Linked DNA regions of Cricetulus griseus: region 1 is linked to region 2. The links are chromatin contacts, called in public Hi-C maps. All regions are on one chromosome and are shown on one strand. Each heading gives the region's core, a stretch centred on a gene start, on an enhancer-like site or on the middle of the called end of the contact. The rest is flanking DNA. Distances are from core to core; before and after follow the strand shown.

Region 1 (3,073 bases), core at 342-2,841, 72 kb before region 2:
CCACTGAGGTTCGTGATACCTACGGGGGGGGGGGAGTGAAGGTGACCCAACTTTTCCAAGAAAGTGGCAAAGAAGATCCATCTATCCATGCATTCTTCCATTACCTCAATCAGAAGAAAAACAATTATTTGCTAGTTTGATATCCTTTGCCCCCATTGGCAAGGCCCAACCTCAAGACCTAGGATTCCATGCCTTGGTTTCTCGTAGCTGGCTTGATAGTTTTTTTTTCATGGTACTGGGAATTAAACCTTGGACATCATACATACGAGGCAATGCTCCACCACTGAGCTACATCCCCAGACCAACTCATGGCATTAAGTGCCACATAGGGGCCAGCAAGCTGGCTCATCAGCTTAATGAAATTGCTGTGCAGCCTGACAATACAAGTTCAAATCCCTGAACCCACATGGTAGAAGGAGGGAACTGACTCTCACATGCTGTGATAAGAAAATTAATACCAGCCAAGTGATGGTGGCACACACCTGTAATCCCAGCAATCAGGAGGCAGAGGCAGGTGGATCTCTATGAGTTTGAGGACAGCCTGCTCTACAAAGCAAGTTCCAGGACAGCCAGAGCTACACAGAGAAATCCTGCCTTGAAAAACCAAAATAATAATAATAATAATAATAATAATAATAATATAATAATGAAGAAGAAGAAAAGAAAAATGAAGGAGAGAGACAGAGAGACACAGAGAGAGAGAGAGAGAGAGAGAGAGAGAGAGAGAGAGAGAGAGAGAATACCATGTATCTTAATGATTAACTATCAAATTGTTATGGTTAGTATGAGCCCAGTATGACTTGCATACCCAAGTTCAGTTCTTTGTTTATTCGTGACAAGGTCTCCTTCCATAACCCAAGATTGCCTCAAGCTCACAATCCTATTGTCTCAACTCCAAGGATTAAAATCATGTGTGACTATTCCTGATTTCAAGGCCAGTTCTAACATCTCCATCAAAAGTCTCATAGACATGACCTAGCCTACAATTATTTCCTCAAATTTGAAACATTCCGTCCTAGGAGGAGAAGGGAGTGCTGGGAGAATTCCTTCCCTCCCCAGGAGATTTAAATGTCTACTCCCTCCCCAAAAAAAATCCCAATGACAAACCAAAGTGCAATTTCACCAAAATTTACCCTGGGGAACCAATGAATGTATGGGGCTTACTTACAGAGTATCAACAGGGGTTATTGACAGGAGTATGGCTGATCCCAAAGCAGCCATACTGGGAAGTCTACACCCAAAAACAAATGATGGCCTCCACATCATTAATTAAATGGAGCCTCTCTCAATTAACTTTCCTCAGCTTGTTCACCCTACCACTTCTAGATACTCCAAAGTCTTGGGTAATTAGAACAGAATTGTATACAGATTCTGGGAAGAGCCACTGGACTGTCGTATGAGGGTCAAAAGGACGCCCGTAAGCAGACAGAGCTGATCTCCTGAAGATAGTGGCTGTTTTACTAGGAGTAAAGGGAACTGTGGTGGAGCACCTGCAAATCATCTAGGAATTCCAGTCACATAGCTTTCATGAGTTGTCACCCACAGCAGGGTTGCCTAATCAGTGGAACAGCTGCCTGAGTCATCCACGTTCCTATAAGTGACCCCGTGAATTCTCTAGTTCAAGCCAGACTTGGGTGAAATCATTTCTTTGGTCTGTCATCACTACCCTGTCTCAGGAGTAAAAGGATATTTATACAGGTCTATCGAGAAGAAAGCACGAAACACAATTAGCTCCAACAGGGACAGGCCCATGGGAATAAAGATGTGTTAGCTATGTGGTCCCTGCTATGGGTGGGTGATAAGACAGGCAACTGAGGTAGGAAGAGCTAACAGATAGTAGAGTATCTGTGGGGGCAATCACAGTAGCTCTCTCTGTATTGGGGGTGCAGTTGCTCCCCCTTGCTGCAGTTGCCTGTACCTGAAATGAGTAATAAAACTGAAACCAAGACTGAATTGTTGAAAAGTAGAATATTTTTAGAAGGGCTCTGGGAGGTACATCTTCCTTTATATGATATGAGTGACATGTCTGTGGCTGCTCTTGGCAACTACTAAGTCCAAGTATCGGGCGAAAGCCTGGAGATTTGGATGAACAACAAGACGCCTGGTCCACTTTCTGAGACAATGTCTCTCACCTTTATTGTGGAGCAGCCTTATATACAAATTTACAAAAACCCCAGGTCAAAGGTTTCACAATAGGATACTGATGCTAGTGGGGTGAGGTCAGGAAAACAGGAGGTACCCATGGTTATGGTGGAAAACAACTCTTAGAGACCCCGTGGGGGCTGGGTCCCAACAGATGTCTCCTTGGTGACTAGGTCTGTCATGTTGTAATGTCTATTGTATCTGTAAATTGCCATGTGTTATTTGAGTTCAATGATAAACTGGTTCTGAAAGTGGGGTTGCTCCCCAACTTGACACCCAAACATATTTATGTCAAGTGTCCTCCAAGACCCCATGCCCCCCCAACTCTGTGACAGGAAGGGAACATGAAAACCAGCCAAGACTAAAAATATCTGGTGCTAGAGAACATCTGAAAGGTGACCTTTTTCCAACAGAGGTCTCTAGTGCTCACCCTATGATAGAAACTATAAAGGTCTCTGCAGTGGGAGAGAGACAAGCTGGATATTCAGTCATGGGAAACTCAGCTGTGGGATGAAGGGCCAACGGGGACTCGTTCCCAATCACTGCCTCAACTTCACCCAATGGTTCCTGCTGGATGCCATGACTTGTGATTTTATCATCTTTTTATCTTTAGCTGTTGTTATTTGTTCTTTTCCTTGGAAGTGTCACCCAAGGGGATGCTCTGCTCTACCCAGGACTCTCTTTATTGGGAACTCCAGCTGACTGCCTCCCCATAGCTTCCCTGGTTGATTCTTCATGGGTATTTTGAGTACTCAGTTTGATTGTTTTGCTATCTATTTATCCATCTATCCCTCTATCCCTCTATCTATCTATCTATTATCTATCTATTTATCTATCTATCCCTCTATTTATCTATCTCTGTTACTTGGTGTTTATTCTTTTGCTTTGGCATTCTATATGCTTAATAAACTCATTCAAAACTGAACACATG
Region 2 (3,076 bases), core at 215-2,714:
AGCTGTATCAGTATTGGGGCCTGTCTTTTGGAACATTGTGTTGAGTTAGAGCTCTAGAGGTTGAGGTGTGTGACTGCTGTCATTGCTTCCTTGAACTTGGAAATCCCTCTTCCAGTTGCCTTCCATGAATCCATTTAGGGAAGAAAACTCTCCTTAGCTTTCTGCAGGTTTGTGTTCTCTAACAAATAGTGAACAGCAGCAGCTAGAGCAAATCTTCCCAGCACCGTTTAGTGCTTCCAAGTGGGGTCTGGTTTTTACAGAGTGACCTATGAGAAGGGATGTGGGGACATGGGTGTGAGCAGTACTTAATCCAGATTTAGACATCACTGGAGAGTCATCTGGGACATCAGAAAGTTTGATCTGTTGCTAAGGATATTTTTTTTAGCTTTGAAGCAAAGGGTAGGAATTTAGTAGGCACTGTGAACTCCTTCCTTCAAAACATTTAGGTATTAATTTGAATCTGAAGTCTGCCTCCAAATTAGATTACATTACCCAGAAGCCAGACAGCTCTGCAGTGGTTTTAGCGATTGTAGTTAAAGCACATAAGCAGAGGGCTGAGGACATGCATCTATGGCAGAACACTCCCCTAACATACATGAGACTCTGCATTCCACCCCAACACTGCAAAAAGAAAAGTAAATGTAAGAAGGGGAAGCATTGTAAAAATAACACCATGGCTGTTTCACTGCCTGTTAGGTTAGCATTTTCTACTGATGGACTATAATTAAGGGCCTGGAATGAGGCCTAGCTAGTAGATAGAGTGCTTGCCTAGTGTGTGCCTAGCCGTGGGTTCTATGTCTAACATGACATGAACCAGGCATGGTGGTATATGCCTATAATCCCAGCACTTGAGATGTGGAGGCAGGAGGGAGTTCGTTTTCTGTAGTTACTTATGTAGCAAGTTTGAGGCCATTCTGGGCTACATGAAACCTTATCTTGGAGGGAAGTATACTAGCATATTCTGGGATCAACTGTCACCCAGATGGCACAACGCTACAGGCTATGGTGTCTAGTGATGCTAATGGGACTCCAGCGGGCCTGGCTGGAGTCCAGGATGTGTGTACAAGGTGATTCTCTTCTCTTGTAGGGTTCTGCTATGTCGAATTTGATGAGGTAGACTCCCTGAAGGAGGCTCTGACGTACGACGGTGCAGTAAGTACTCTCAACTTCCCTTGCCCAAGCAGCAGCCTGAGGTGTGTGTTCCTGTTGATATATATATATATATATATATCTCAAGTGTTTTCCCCTGTCCTTAGCTCTTGGGTGACCGGTCACTTCGTGTGGACATTGCAGAAGGCAGAAAACAAGATAAAGGTGGCTTTGGATTCAGGAAAGGCGGACCCGATGACAGAGGTGATTAGCTGTTTTAAAAGTAGGCGCAATTTGCTGTATGTACATACTGCTTGCCGCTGCTGTGCATCATTTACTGAGCAGTGACTCAGGCGTGATGAGTCCCTGAGAGCTTAGGTGTTGTAACAGTTTGGCAGTGGCTTAGGGTTTCTCTTGCTGAGATGAAACACCATGATCGAAAGCAACTTGGGAAAGGGTTTATTTCCTTAAACTTCCACATCACAGCCGGGTGTTGGTGGCCTTTAATCCCAGTAAAGGCAGGTGGATCTCTGTTTGAAGCTGGCCTGGTCTACAGAGCGAGTTCCAGGACAGGCTCCAAAGCTACAGAGAAATCCTGTCTCGAAAAAACATAAAAAGAAAAAACTTCCACATCATTGTTTCATTGAAGGAAGTCAGGCCAGGAACCTGGAGGCAGGAGCTGTTGCAGAAGCCATGGAGGGGTGCTGCTTACTGTATTGCTTGCTCAGCCTGCTTTTTCTTCTAACCCGGGGTGGCACCACCCACATTAATCACTAATTATGAATACTCTACAGGCTTGTGTATAGCCTTTTTGTTTGTTTGTTTTTGTTTTTCGACATAGGGTTTCTCTATGGCTTTGGAGGCTGCTCTGGCACTTGCTCTTGTAGACCAGACTGGCCTCGAACTCACAGAGATCCGCCTGCCTCTACCTCCCGAGTGCTGTGATTAAAGGCATGCGCCACCAACGCCCGCCTATAGCCCAATTTTACAGAGGCATTTTCCTTTTTATATATATAATTTTTTTCTTTAAAGATTTTATTTATTATGTACATAACATTCTGTTTCCATGTATATCTGCACACCAGAAGAGGGCACCAGATCTCAGGAATTGCTGGGAATTGAACTCAGGACCTCTGGAAGAATAGTCAGTGCTCTTAACCTCTGAGCCATCTTTCCAGCCCCCAGAATTTTCATTTTTTTTTTAAAGCCCATGTCAATCATTAATCAAGAAAATGTCTTCTCAGACATTCTCACATGTCAATCTAATGGAGACAGTTTCTCAATTGAGGTTCCCTCTTTTTAAATGATTGTGTCATGGTAACCAAAAAAAAAAAAAAAAAACCAGCAAGACCTCAACTTTATCTTTTTTGTGTGTGTCCTTAGGAATGGGTGGCTCTCGAGAATCTAGAGGTGGATGGGATTCCCGAGATGACTTCAACTCTGGTATCAGTATTTTTTGTTTGTATCTTTGCTTCTCGGGAGTGTCCAGCCTAGACAGACTTAACTCCTTCTCCAGTGAGACTACAAAAGGTGGAGAGACTCCCCTGAGCCTGTTACTGGGGCTATAGCTAGGGCAGCTCCTGTGGTTTCACGGGTGGCACAAAAAGAACTAGCAGTGTTTCTAGAAATAGCATAACATAAAATTCCAAAGGTGTCCAGGAAACCTCAGTGCTGAGAATCCTGATGGCCAGACCCTTCATGGTAAATAGGTTCTGTTTTTTCATCCCCTCCTCAGCCAACCCAGGTTGATGAGGGGATGTTTGAGTAGGTGTGGGAGGCACAGGCAGGCATTTACAGTCCTGTAGACAGTCAGAAATGAGCTTATTCATAAAACTGCAGTAGCCTGCAGTAAGTCTGTAATTTTGTGTATAAGCTGGTCTCTGACTGAGACCAGCATGTGTCTCAGCCAGCCCGAGTCAGAAAGGCAGGTGCTGGGGTGGTGGCCCCTGGCCTACAATGTTAGAGCTTTAGGTTCTGGAGATAGCAG

Evidence for each region. A called contact is a pair of places that touch in the nucleus more often than the background predicts.
Region 1: a contact with region 2 is called in a Hi-C map of fibroblasts, with 2.5 times the contacts expected there. The contact joins two enhancer-like sites. A contact is called at or near these places in 2 of 8 Hi-C or Micro-C datasets (the CHK-Q cell line and fibroblasts).

The regions. Positions count from the first base shown.
Region 1 is chr4:113,784,394-113,787,466 of CriGri-PICRH-1.0, reverse strand. No RefSeq gene overlaps it. Among named protein-coding and RNA genes, the nearest start is that of Limk1, 8.8 kb to the right of the region's middle. Within about 2 kb of position 1,591, at least 2 of the 6 cell types and tissues checked have open chromatin away from gene starts, as enhancers often do. A contact at or near this core is called in fibroblasts, where this site is marked.
Region 2 is chr4:113,712,474-113,715,549 of CriGri-PICRH-1.0, reverse strand. It overlaps Eif4h (eukaryotic translation initiation factor 4H), which reads left to right. Exons shown (of 6, transcript XM_027416150.2): 3 at 1,088-1,152; 4 at 1,257-1,353. Among named protein-coding and RNA genes, the nearest start is that of Lat2, 11 kb to the right of the region's middle. Within about 2 kb of position 1,464, at least 1 of the 6 cell types and tissues checked has open chromatin away from gene starts, as enhancers often do. A contact at or near this core is called in fibroblasts, where this site is marked.